Linked DNA regions of Mus musculus: region 1 is linked to region 2. The links are chromatin contacts, called in public HiChIP or PLAC-seq maps. All regions are on one chromosome and are shown on one strand. The core of a region is the stretch at or near the end of the contact, and the rest is flanking DNA. Distances in the headings are between cores, read along the strand shown. Region 1 overlaps Capn5 (calpain 5). Region 2 has its middle 14 kb from the start of Kctd14.

Region 1 (6,791 bases), core at 2,233-4,732, 720 kb after region 2:
GGAATTCCCTGCAGTAAGGGCTGGGCGGAGCAACCTGAGGCCCCACAATGAGCTGTGGATTCTTTGCTTTCCCGCTGATATACGGAATTTTTGAGTTTTAACAGATGGTGGAGTCACATATACCTTGATTCATAGCAACCTCGGAATATATGGGGGTGGGTGGGAGTAACGAGTGAGTCAGGAAACGGAACCCTGAAGTTGAAAAATATTGATATTAACCTTGTTCTGAGTAGGTTGTAATTAACACCCACTCCAGATTTGGCTTATACATTTCTCTCCTGTAAGAGGGTAGGGGTGGGTGTACTGCGGGGACTCACCCTGCACTGAGATCCGACTTGTAAAGGCAGCCATGTGTGGCTGGGAAAAATGAAGAGACTACTGAGGTGGGAAATCTCAACTCTATCACTTTGTCTAAAGCCCTTTCAGTAGCCAGGTTATGAGGAGCTAAATAAATAAATAAAAAGTCAGATGGCTCATGGAAAATGAGTCTGGGTGACAGAGATCCAAAATAAGGTGGAGTCTTTAATTAACTTAGCATCATTCCTGTGTGGACATGTCTGATGTGCATGTGTGCGGGAGCACATGCGTGCCCTGGTCCTTCCACCTTCACATGGGCCTCAGGGATCAAACTCAGAGGTGGCCCCCATCCTTGCTCTTTAAAAGGAACAACCAGACAAGCAGTGGAATCCCGTCACATTGTATGGCCCAGGAGGTGTTTGTTTGTTCGTTCGTTTGTTTGTTTGTTTGTTTGTTTTACTCTTGATTTTTAATATTCTCTTAACTGATGTTTGTTTGTTTGTTTGTTTTACTCTGATTTTTAATATTCTCTTAACTGATGAGCCCCAGATCAATTTGCGTTTTCCTGAACCGGATGCGGCAGACCTTCAGAGAACCTGCCAACCTCTGTAAAAAGATGTCATTATATTACACTTTCCTTTATGTCTCAGAGATTTGGACACACGTCTGAACACCTCTGTGCTCCTGCATTTGCAGGGTGGAGGATGGGAAACCAGCCCCTCGTGGTGCAAGGACCAGGTACAGCTGCGAAGCACCACACTGGGAGCCCCTCTCTCCTCCCACCCTGAGACCCTCTCCACCACTACAAAGCAGTTTACTTCCTAGTGGCAAAGGCCTGAGTGGTCCTGTGAGCAGCCCATAAACTCACTGGTTCCCCTAGGGTGGCCTAAGGCAGGGCCCTTTCCTTGATCTGTCAGTCCCCCCTCTCTCTCACCCCCCAGGAAAAGCCACACCCCAATGTCTCCAGCACATAATGGGAGCTAGAAGCCCGTTTGGGAGTCACTACGTTTGTTTCTGGGCTCTGCTGTCACACGCAGGCAGCCAGCAGAGGGCAGGAGATCCTAGAAGGCAGAACTCAATTCCTGCCTGCATGCCCTTGCTGAAGATGTGCAAAAACAGGCCATTGCTCATCCTCTCTGTACCAAGTCCTTAAATGCTGGTCCTACAGGGCTATGTGTGGCCTCCACAGAAGGAGGTGCGGGACTCTGCAGGGGGAAAAAAGTGGGATGCTGTAATCTCGATATGGTGTTTGGGACACATCTGCCCAGAAAACAAAAAACCAGAATGACAGGGCCAGGATGAGCAATTCCCCCAAGGACAGTAGCTGAGAAGACTTCTAGCTGGGGAGCCAGGGCAAGCTGCATGGTGGATCCTCCAAGGCACTGGTCTGTGTCCTGCTATCTTTGATCAGAAGAAACCCAGTCAGGGAGCCTGCTTCTTGTCCCCATGGCCACTCTCAGGAAGCTCAGGCCGGAAGCTGAGCTCCAGCAGCCCTGCTTCCTCCTAATCTTATCTTCCAGCCAACTGCACCCGCTTGGCTTTTCAGCCTGAGAGAGGGGTGTCTCTGCAGTGCCTCACTCCCCCACCCTTCCCCCCCCCCCCCCCCCGCAAAAGAAGGAAGGATGGGGGAGGGGCTTCACAGCCAGGGCACCCGCTGTCTCTAGGGCTACAGAGGGAGATGACATCAAGGCACTTGTCTACCTCAGGACCTCCCAATCAGTGTCCCGTGACTGACAGGACCCCTGCTCCAGATGAGGCAGAGATGCCCAAGGTCAGGCACAACTGAATGAGCAGACAGGGCAGAGGAGGTTGGCTGGGCTCCCAGCCTGGGCTCTCCCTGCCACTACACAGCTGTACCAGCCTGGCTCTGGGTCCCAGAACACCCTTCTGCCATGCCCACCCCGGCCTTGGAAAGAAGTCTGGGAGAGATGGGATTCCAGAATCCAGCTTCTATGCCACACTGAGCACTCTGCTTGCATCTGAAGCCTCACAGGGTGGTCAGCTCTAACCTAGGACACATCCCGACTTTGATGGCACCTGGGATTTGTCCGCTACCTTGAGTTACCTCTGAGAAAACATCACAAAAACAGCTCTAAGAACTGATCCCTGCGGGGGCAGGAGGACCCTGCCTGAGGACAGGGTTCTACTGGTAGCTCTGTCACAGACAAGGACAACAAGGGACAGAGGAACAAGGCCACTTGTGCAGGGCCACAGAGCAGGATGAACCAAGATTCAAATGTGGCGGTCTGCTCTACGGCCTCTGTCTAGGTGTGCTGGGTCCTAGGAATGATGAAATATCACCCTTCCTTGCGTGTCCACAGGACCAAGGAGGGCAAGATGTCTAAGCCCTGTCCACCGCTCTAAGCCAAGGATTCTCAGGACCAGAGTTTACCTTTCCTGAATCACTGGCTGACCACAGTGAGCTAGGGACAGGCCCCACTACAGGCAGGCTGCTGGAAAGAGCAGGCAAGGCCTGAGCCTCCAGGAGAATGGAGTTGTGACAGCATGAGACCCATGAGACCAGAGAGGCTGTCAGGAAGGTGGCATCTTCAGAGCTGAAGTGGGGAAGGCAGTGGGCAGGAGCTTGGGACAAGGACCCTCAAGTGCCCTGAAGATGAAATCAGGCTCTAGCCACAGCCAGAAGGAAAACTGCCCTCCCCGCCACACACCCATACACACATACAGTTATACACACATCCTACACACACACATACACACACCCTACACATATATGCACACCCCTATACACATATAATGCCCTATACACTTATATATACACCACACACACCCTACACTTATATACACACACACATACACACACCCTACACTTATACACACACACACATACACACACCCTACACTTATATACACACACACATACACACACCCTACACTTATATACACACACACACACACACATACACACACCCTACACTTATACACACACACACACACATACACACACCCTACACTTATATACACACACACATACACTTATATACAAATACACACATGCACACGAGCACACACACCCTGCCTTGATGCCAGGCTACCCAAGCACCTTCCAGCCCTGCCCACATCGGCTTTCTAATGGCGGCTCTGAAACATTCTTTATTCCAGGAAATCCCTCTGGCTACAGAAGAAAGTCCCTAGAGATAAGGCAGCTCCCAGGAAAGAGCTCCTAGTCTCACCAGTCAGACAACTGACTCATCTGCATATTCAGGTCTCCTGCCAGACAACTCATCTGCATATTCAGATGTCCTGGCTTTTGTTTCTTCTTACTATGAAGTGTAACTCTGCAGGGCGAGCAAGGCCAAATCTGTAAATGAATCTATTTCTTTTGGTCAGCTCCTTCTTCCTGGTTCTGATTGTTTGGTAAATATAAGCTGGACCTGAGACACTGGGCACCTACTCTGCCTGTAGGTCCTAGTGATGGTTTGTGTATGCTTGGCACAGGGAGTGGCACTATTAGAAGGTGTGGCCCTGTGGGAGTAGGTGTGTCACCGTGGGTGTGGGCTTCAAGACCCTCCTCCTAGCTGCCTGGAAGCCAGTCTTCCACTAGCAGCCTTCAGATGAAGATGTAGAACTCTCAGCTCCTTCTGCTGCCATGGATGATAATGGACTGCACCCCTGAACCTGTAAGTCAGCCCCAATTAAACATTGTCCTTATAAGAGTTGCCTTGTCATGGCGTCTGTTCACAGCAGTAAAGCCCCAACTAAGACAGTCCTCTACCTGCCAGTGAGCTCCCTGGGGAGGGAGGTATTTGGCACAGGGAAGCAAGTTGGAGACAGAAGCTACCAATAGAACATGGAGGAATGACAAAGTGCCCTAGACCAGACTGTACAGGGCCTGCTGTGAGCCCTGCACTGAAACACACACACACACACACACACACACACACACACACACACACACACACACACACACGGCTGGGGTACCGCTGCTCCTCTGACCAACACATCTCCAGGTCACTGGCTTCTTCTGAACCTGCAGTCACCTCAGCTGGTTAGACCAGCTGGTCCAGATCTGACCGGGCCTGAGCCACGCCCCTCCTGGCTCGACAAGAAATTCAGGTTTTCAGCTGGTACAGAGCCAGGAACACAACCAGGAAGGTGAGGGTCGTAAGAGCTGTGCTGCTGTGCACACAGCTGCACCTGTGGGGCACACCACCTTCTTTCCCTCTGCCCACTCCTGAACCTACGACCGCAGAGGGAAAGGCCACTGCAGGAACTTTGCCTGGGACATAACAGAAAAATCAAGAAACTGGTGTCTCCTCTGCAATTGCCCCGCCTCCCTCCCTCATCTCCTTCTTCAGGAATCCATCCCTTGTCTCCTCTGTCCCCTCTAATGCCAGGACCTTCCCTGGTGCTCTATGCAGACAGGGACCACCCAAGAGTGTCAGTTTTAGGCAGAGCAGAAGCCTTCCTTCAGCAGGACAAATGGCCAGCACTCGAGAGTAGCAGCTTTTCCCAAATGAGCATAAATCCCTTAGATGGCTGCCTAGTGGGGCACCAGGCTTCCTCAAGGAAAGCTAGGAGTTGCACAACTGACAAATGCTCATAGGGTTCCCACCTACCCTGATGCATTCTATCCAGAGAGCCCAAGCTGATGTCCAGACATAGGGAAGACAGAAAGCGCGGGGTAAGAGGGGGGGCTAGACAGCGATTGCCCTAGCCTGAGAACCAGAAGAGGTTTCTGCCCACATCCCTAGCTCCCCAGAGGTCCCCACCCACATCGCCTCCTCTAACCAGCAGTGAGGGAGGCGGCAGATATTCCCTGTACAGGAAAGAAGGAAGTAAGATGGATACAAAAAGAGAGTGAGACCTGACACCCCTGCAGAGTGAACGACAGGATACCAGGCCAGCTCTGGCTGGCTCCCCATCATGGAGCTGGCAAGAAAGATGCCAGTAGCTTGTTGTGGTAGATTGTTGCTGCTTCCGGGTGTCCGACTCCTCCAGTATCTCAACTTCCAGAAACCTTTCTCTACACGAATTATTCTCCCCCACTTAAAGATGAGCAACTGTGGCCCAGAGAAGGGGACACTTTGTTCAGGACTACATGTCACTTCAAGAAAGCCTCCTCAGGCTGGAGCCAAACCTGAGTGACTTACAAAGCAGGCTCTTCATAACGTCTGGGGAGAAAAGAAGTCAATGAGGAATGGAGGCTGACTGATAGCCGGGGAGGGTGAGAGAGAGGAAGGCTGGCACTCAGAGGCAGGAAACTCGGGGCGCTAAGAAGCTGAGGGGTTTGGGAGCAAGGGGAAGGGTGAGGCAGAGAGGCAGGAAGGCTGGAGGGACTGAGAAACTGGGAACAGGAAGGCTTGGTGCCTGGGGTCTAGGAAGCTGCAGGCAGGGAGGATAAGAGAGAGGGACAGTGAGTAGCTTGGGGCCTCAGATGTTATTTAAGAAGAATCTCTAAGAACAGAGAGGTCGTCATAATGACCAAGAGAGGTTTCTGCAAAGTGGAACCAGAATGAGCTGTAGAGAAAATGGCTTTTTGCTCTGCTTACAAACAGTCTGTCAGGCCCAAGAACCCAGGAAATAGGACTCATCAGAAGCACAGCTGCCTTGGGCCTATATTACCGTTGGCCAGAGGCCAGGAAGCTGGCTGGGCATCCAATGGTCAGGGGCTGGATAACCTACTCCTGACCCAGGCTGCCCTGCTTCCTCCCCTGTAGACCCTGCCCCCTCCACACACACACATCACATCACTCCCGTGGGATCTTCTCTGCCCAGTGGGCTCAGGTCTAGCCTGCCTCCTGACCATGACTGAAGCCTGACTACTGTCCTAAGGACCCCACTCTGATGTCCCCATCTATGCCAACCACATGTTGCTGTGACCTAGCCAAGGTGGGCAGCTCGCCCTTCCTCTTCAGCTGCAGCTAGAAAGGCAGCTGGCCAGAAGCCAAGGAGAGAGGATGAAGGAGGAGGGAACGTTCCTGAGCACAGGGGAAAGGGCTCTGAGAGGGCAGTGACTCCACTACTCCACTGGGTCACACCGCAGGGGTGCGACAAGTCGCCAGCCTTCCCTACTCAGTCTGGGGCTTCATGAAGCCCATTCCACACTGCAGCCCACAGTCTTAGGAAGAGGTCAGGGCAAGGTCAGTGTGTGCTGGCGGGGTGGGGTAGGGTGGGCAGCAGGAGGAGGCTCAGGTGTCCACCCTCCCTCCTGGGAACCAGGATCTCACAAAGGCCCTTTAGAGCCTGCTCGTTCCCCACACCTTGATGAAGCAGACCGCAGTAGGGCTTGGGAGAGTAGAGCCAAAGTCCTGTTACTAGGTCAGAGAAGGAAGCCAGGGTCAGAGGCTCTCAAAGCCCCAAGATCTGAGGCCAAAGAAGCCAGGGCCCTCTCCCTGGAGTCAGGGAGGGGCTAGGAGCCCGACTCCTGGATGTGTGGTCCCTTCTCTCAGCCTCAGTTTCCTTCCCTGACAGGTAATGCCCAGGGTCTGCTGTTGGGAAGAAGTGGAATTTCATTTTTCTCCAAATGTCCAAGG
Region 2 (6,960 bases), core at 4,275-6,774:
CTTGAAGCCAGGTGCTTGGATGCAGCCCAGTCTCTGATGGCTACTCCCTTGTTTAACCCACAATGTCACACATAATTAGATAACACTACAGCCCCCCCAGACTCCCCTTTGCTCTGTGTTCCCATCCTTTAAAGATGGTGTGTACTCTCTTTTCTCAGACATGGTTCAGATCCAGAACTGGCCACCTCCTTGAGTGCTGAGAAAACAAAGCTTTCATTTTTAAGCTTCCATATCTGAAGTAAATTTTCTTGGCTTCCACCCCAAACCCAACAGTCATTCTGTTTTAGTACACGGAGAAGCTTGGTCTGGGCTTCGTACTTCAGACCCTAGCATGTTTGTCTCAAATTTTTTCTCCAAAGCCCTTGTTCTGTGTCAGGCTGGCCTCTCACTCTGTGATAGGGGAAAGAAAAGCCCATGGTGGTGGGGAGGGGGGGGGGCTTTGTGCACTTAAGAACAGCCAGGAGATAAAAGATGTCTCTGTAATTACATGTTTTAGCTATGAGTACCTCTTCCTCTCTTGGTTCTTCTTCACAAAACAAACAAACAAACAAACAAACAAACAAATATTGTTTCCCTATTCCAGGGTCATGCATGTCTTTGATGCTCTTGCTGAAATGTAGATTTTTTTCCCTCTTGGGAGCTGTAAAACCATGGTGGGAGAGGTTAAAAAGCTGTAAAATTCCAAGCAGAGAAAATGTTTTCTTAAAACTTACAGTAAAAACAAGTTGAGGGAAGTATGTGTACGGTTATCTTCATTTGCCACGCATGTGCCATCTGTGCATGGCTTTGACTCTCATTTACGGAAATAAAATAAGAAGAAACAGCATGTAGGGACGAGAAACATGCTTAAAATGGCTGTAACGTGTGAGGTTCGATCTTTCAGTGAAGGGGTTAACTGTATTTTGGACAGGGATAGATTGCATATGAGGAAATGAAATTTTGTCCTAAGAATGAAACCTAAGGACAAAACCACGACAGCCTCAGACTGTCTCAGGATGTCTGAGCGCATCACACGAGGCCACAGACAATGGGACTTAAGGATGAGACACGGGTAATGACCGACATCTATAACTTCCTAAGGTTATAATGCTCTACTTGTGACAGCAAAAACCAACTTGGAAGTGTATGTCTCAAAGTATGTCTTTACTAACTTCGTTAAGCTTTAACTGTTTGGAGAAACTAAATTATAACACTAACTATGGTAAAGTCTTATAAATGCCTCCTTATAAAAGCCAGGCTTAAGCTGTTCTCTCTGCAACTATATTTTTTTTTTTGTCATAAATTAAGCTTCTTAGTAGAAAAATGTCTATTAAGTTCATTTAGATCTTCGGAAAGTATACTACAGAAGGATCACATGAATAAGACTTCTGGTTTCTCCAGGGAGTGTATTTGTGATCTAAAGTTTATTTTGATACTAAAAGAGCTTCGATTAGAAAATTGTATATTTAGGGCTGGAGAGATGTCTCAGTGGTTAGGAGCACTGACTGCTCTTCCAGAGGTCCTGAGTTCAATTCCCAGCAACCACATGGTGGCTCACAACCATCTGTAATGGGATCTGATGCCCTCTTCTGGTGTGTCTGAAGGCAGCATTAGTGTACTCACATACATGAAATAAATAAATAAATCTTTTAAAAAATTGTATATTTAAAGCTCAAAATCTTAACATGGATAAATTACCTTAGTTTATAATATCGTAATCTTATGAGAGTCACTAATTTATTGTAAAGCATGGGTAACTAAGATATAAAAGTTAATGATCACTCCTCTTATAAATAATTAAATGCCTTTAATGTATCTGGAATTGTATACATAAAAGAATTTGTGTCGTGCTATGTACAAATGCTTCAAGTCACTTACAGAGACAAGATTAGAGGAAGAGACAGTTTATACCTCCCATATACAGTCTCCTGTATATGTTGTGGAAGTTAAGCCTAAAACAAGTAACTCAAAACAGACTTAGAGTAAGCTTACATTTTAATGTGAAATATATCCAAAATTAATTTTAAAAACCGGTTATGGAAAATTAAATCCTCAAGTGAAATGGGTTAATTTTATACTTGCATGGCAAGAAATGCCCATGCTTCAAGTACTACCCTTTCCCTTGGATGGGACCCAGATCCTGTTAGAGTAAATTGTGTGCTAGCTTCATTACAGGATAAAGATCCTTGGGGAAGAAAGACCTGCCAGGGTCTGCTGCTCCTGCCTCTGGCTGTGTGGGCCAGGTCAGAAAAACCCTTATCTATAGGGAAGATAAATTACTCCTTGTTTTTTATGTGATATGTGTGTGTGCACGTGTGCATGTGTGTGTGTCTCAGAGTCTGCAAACCCATTCTAAATGTCTCAAACAACACAGAGGGGGATAGCAATTACTCTGCACTCAGTGTCAGAGACAACATATGAGGATAATGTGACCAGGGAACCTTGTACAAAAGGTTTCCTGCCACCAGACCAGTTGGGGAGCTGCAGGCTGGTGTGAGTGGCTGCGTCCTATAACTGGCTTCTGAGTCTCTTAACAAAATCTCATTCCAGGGCCAAGAAGTAAATACCTGATTCTGTAAAGAGTTCCCAAAAGAGTTTTTAAAAATATAAAACAGAGGCTCTCCCACAAGGCTGGTCGGCAGAGCAGGCTGAACCGTTGGACACTCCTTTAGTCATGAAGTTAAGGATCATGACAGGTAAGGAAACCGACCCTTCCCTGGGTGGAGGGAACTGGCCTGTGAAAGACCACCCAGACCAGCTCTCCCAGTCACCTTGCAGGACCCCCGGGCCCAGCTCTCAGCCCTGCTTCAGTCACAGACCTTGAAGCCAGCAGACTTGTGCTCAGCAACAGCTTAAGAGATTCTAGAGGGGACATTTGGAGATGGGGGTCACCATATCCCTTCTTCCATTTGGATTCTTGATAATATTAGCCACAGTGCTTCATATAGAGCTAACTTCACCCCAGTGGCTCCCCAGGACTGGACTCTCACACAAAATTCGACTAACTTTGCTGTATCTAAAAATAATAGGTTTAAAAAACAAACGAACAACCCCCCCTCATATCTTTAAAAAGTTATATCTGACTATGCATATAAAAGTTGGCCCTCATAAACAGTAAAAAGGCCAGCCATCCCTGCTTCCATAGCTTGTTTGTTTGGAATCTTTGGTTGACCCCCTTACTCACACCTTCAGAGCCTCTTATGGCTTCCTCCTAGGTCTAATGATTGGGTCCTACTTAATTAACTGTTATAAAACAACAGCTAGTCTCCGTTAAACTAATGACCCTAAGAGCCTAGAACCTACTCCTTCATAAAGATCAAAGATCTGAAAGTAACAAAAAGAAGGGAAGGAGGGGCTATGGGTGGACAAGGTAACAAGCTTGTCCTGACCTCGCCGATGCCATCCTGGGTCTGCTCAGAGCTTTTCAGCCCTCTGAAGAGTCACATCTGCCTTGGTAACATGTTTGAGACTTTCCAGACACCTGACCATGCCCAGATGCATAACCAAATATCTGCTGATAGATAACCAGAAAGATTGCCACAGGCTCCCCGGGCCTAAACCCCACAATAACATTCCTCTGGTTTTTTGCCTTTAAGAAAGCTATAACCTTGAGCTTCAAGGCTAAGAGTTCTCTGGGGACGAGAGCCTGAGAGCCTGTTCTCAGTGGCCAGCTAAGGAGGTACTCTAATTCAGCCCTATATTTGTGGTGGTCTGTAACTTTCCCACCTGGACTATAACAGTATGCTACCAGATGGTTGCTGGGAATCGAACCTGTGTCCGTTAGAAGAGCAGCCAGTGCTCTTACCCAATGTGTCATCTTCTCCAGCCACCACAGACAAGTTTTTACAGCAGAGCTTCTTAAACTTTTTTCTCTTGTGACCCCTTTCTGTCCAAGACATTTTTTACATGATCCTGAGTGTACACGGATGTAAAATAGGTATACAAGTTAAACATGTATTACTAATGAGCATAAAGAATTAATTTTTCGAATGTATTTATCTTGTGTGTTTGTGGACCTGTGTGCCATAGCATGCATGTGGAGGAGTCAGTTCTCCTGGGATCAGGCTCAGGCCATGAGTCTTGAGGGTGAGCATCTTTTACCTAGGAGCCATCTTGCCTGCCCAACTAAACGTGTTTCAAGGTAATTATTTGTCATGCATGTAATTGTACTGTTCATTACAGAGAAAAGCAGATTTTCATGCCAATGAGATAAATTCAGTTGTTTGTTTTTATGCAAAGAATTTGTGATTAAAATGTGATATTGTAAGACACAGAACACTGTCAACATTTTTCATCTGACTGCTGTTCTGATTTTGTAATTGTTGGTGCTCAGAAGTCCACTTTGCATATATGCAAAAGTATGTTTAGAACCATTTCTGAGATTGTTGGAAATCCTGTCTTAATCCCAGCAGTGGAGAGGCCTAGCTAGGAGGGTTTCAAATCGGAGATCGGCCTGGACCACACAGTAAAACCCTATCTTACGACCAATGACCCAGCATTGCTCAGCATCCCAGAAGCTCATCGGCGAGGCAAGGTTTTGTTGTTGTGTATTATATCTGTGTGTGTATGTGATGTATGTGTTTCTCTTCATGTGTATGAGTGTGGGTATACATGTGCCACGTCAGACGACAGCCTTGTTTGAATCAATCTCCGTCCACCGCTGAGCATGCTTGCATTTAGGGAATTCTCATGTTTCTGCCTCCTGTCTCTCTACAGGAGTGTGAGAACAACAGATACACACCACCACATCTAGCTTTACAAGAGTCCTGGGGATCCAAACTTAGGTCCTCATACCTCAAGACAAGCATTTTCCCCACTGAAGCATCCCTCCAGCTCTAGGCAATGATTTTGTTTTGTTTTTGTTTGTTTGTTTGTTTTTTTAAGACAGGGTCTCATATAGCCCAAGCTGGCCTTGAACTCACTAAGTAGCTAAGGAAGACCTTGAGCTCCTAGTCCTTCTGCCACTATCTCTCAAGTACTAGGACTACAGGAATGTGCCAGGAAGGCCTATCAGAGCCAGAGAAGGAGAGAAAAGACCTTTAGGCACCAGCTTGGGCTGATGCAGATGTCCAAAGATTTAGCAGAGCGCTCTCTCTGTCTCTGTCTCTCTCTCTCTCCTTCTCCTCCTCCTCCTCCTCCTCCTCCTCCTCCTTTTCCTCCTCCCCCCCCCTCCTCCAGAACTGTGTAAGCTGGCTTGCATGTTGACTTGGGATCTCAGAAGCATCATGTACAGTACCTGGGCTTTAGGTCCGGCCCCTGGGAACTTGGCAATTAGGTTGTTCATAGAGCAGCACTGCTAAGAGAGCTGAGCCTCCACAGGCCACAGAACAGGTGGAGTTGGGCCTAAAGTCTGAGAGAAAACTGGGGAGAGATGTTCTAGCTGGGCTGGAGAGTGTGTGCTTGAGATGGTCTGGGAGTGGCTGGCTACAGGGGAGTATCCATAGTAGATACTATTTGCTCTCCAAGTTTCTATTTGTCCAAGAATGACTCATATGATTTCCACTGACCAGACCCCTCCTGTGATACTGTGGTCAAACCTTGAGTGAAGACAGAAGAAGGAACAGAAATGTTTGTGGCAATAGAGGGACCAGTATTTCAAGTCCAGCTTAGGGCTGTGTGTCTTTGGGAAATCCCATTTCCTCTCTGGCTTCAGTTTTCTTTTTTCTTCTTTTCTCTTTCTCTCTTTCTTTCTTTCTTTCTCTCTCTCTCTCTCTCTCTCTCTCTCTCTCTCTCTCTCTCTCTCTTTCTTTCTTTCTTTCTTTCTTTCTTTCTTTCTTTCTTTCTTTCGTTTGTTTTGTTTCCAGACAGGGTTTCTCTGTGTAGCCCTGGCTGTCCCAGAACTCACTCTGCAGACCAGGCTGGCCTCGAACTCAGAAATCTGCCTGCCTCTGCATCCCAAGTGCTGGGATTAAAGGCATGTGCCACCACTGCTCTGCTTGGCTTCAGTTTTCTTGTCAATAAAATGAGCTAATGACTATCTTTGTTACCATTCTATTGCTGTGAAGAGATACTATGACCATGGCAATTCTTATAAAAGAAAGCATGTAATTAGGGGATTGTTTCCAGTTTTAGAGGGTTAGTCCATTTTCAACATGGTGGGAAGCAGACAGACATGGCACTAGAACAATAGCTAAGGGCTTTATATCCTCATCAGCAGGCTACATATGGAGAGTCTGGACCTGGTGTGGGCTTTTGAAATATTAACACCCCCCCCCCCGTGACACACCTCTCCAAGAACTCCACACGCATTCCAACAAGGTCAATCTTCCCCAAACAGTTGTACCAACTAGGGACCAAATATTCAAATATATGAGTCTATGGGGGAACAATCTCATTCAAACCACCACAATGACAGCGTATGGGATAACAGCAAGGAGCTAATAGGATAAGTGCTGTAAAGGCTCGCTGTGAGCAGACACTTAATAAATATTTCTTCCTTTTCTTTGCCATTTCTCACTTAGTGTGGTAGTGTGATGAGAGCAGATGGCATAGGCTAAGACTTCAATACTCGGTCCCCAGTTGGTGGAACCGTTCAGGAAGGATTGGAAGGGTGTGGCCTTGTTGGAAAAGGTTGTGGACCTTGAGGGTTCAGAAGACGCACGCAGTCCTCAGTCTTCTCTGCCTTGTGCTTGGAGATCCAATCGTAAGCCCTCAGCTCCTTCCTGCCCCAGTGCCATGCCTGCCTGCTGCCTGCTTCCTGCCACGACGGTCTTAGACTCCAGTGGCTTGGACTGGAAGCCTCCAATAAACTCTTCTGTAACTTGACTTAGTCACAGTGTCTTGTCACAGCCAGAGAAAAGTAGCTAAACTACTTAGCAAATCCTTATCTGAGGACCGATTCTGTCAGGTGACCAAACTCTGGGAAGAGAGCAGTGACTACTGTCTGCTGTTGCTCAGCTTGACTTCTCCATCTTGTACAGGTCAGGATACCAGTCAGGGAACAGTGCAACCCACAGTGGGCGTGTCCTACTTCTGGATGTA

The links. HiChIP or PLAC-seq counts read pairs in DNA pulled down with a chosen protein or histone mark.
Region 1: an HNF4G HiChIP or PLAC-seq map of pancreatic cancer cells shows a contact between it and region 2. The contact joins two enhancer-like sites. A contact is called at or near these places in 3 of 39 promoter capture datasets (hippocampal neurons, liver and pre-B cells) and 2 of 115 datasets of contacts at active chromatin or transcription factors (embryonic stem cells and pancreatic cancer cells).

The regions. Positions count from the first base shown.
Region 1 is chr7:98,154,354-98,161,144 of GRCm38.p6, forward strand. The region is part of intron 2 of Capn5 (calpain 5); the gene reads right to left. Among named protein-coding and RNA genes, the nearest start is that of Omp, 12 kb to the left of the region's middle. Within about 2 kb of position 3,483, at least 92 of the 459 cell types and tissues checked have an H3K27ac peak or open chromatin away from gene starts, as enhancers often do. A contact at or near this core is called in pancreatic cancer cells, where this site is marked.
Region 2 is chr7:97,433,742-97,440,701 of GRCm38.p6, forward strand. It overlaps a transcript of Kctd14 not described here. Among named protein-coding and RNA genes, the nearest start is that of Kctd14, 14 kb to the right of the region's middle. Within about 2 kb of position 5,525, at least 22 of the 459 cell types and tissues checked have an H3K27ac peak or open chromatin away from gene starts, as enhancers often do. A contact at or near this core is called in pancreatic cancer cells, where this site is marked.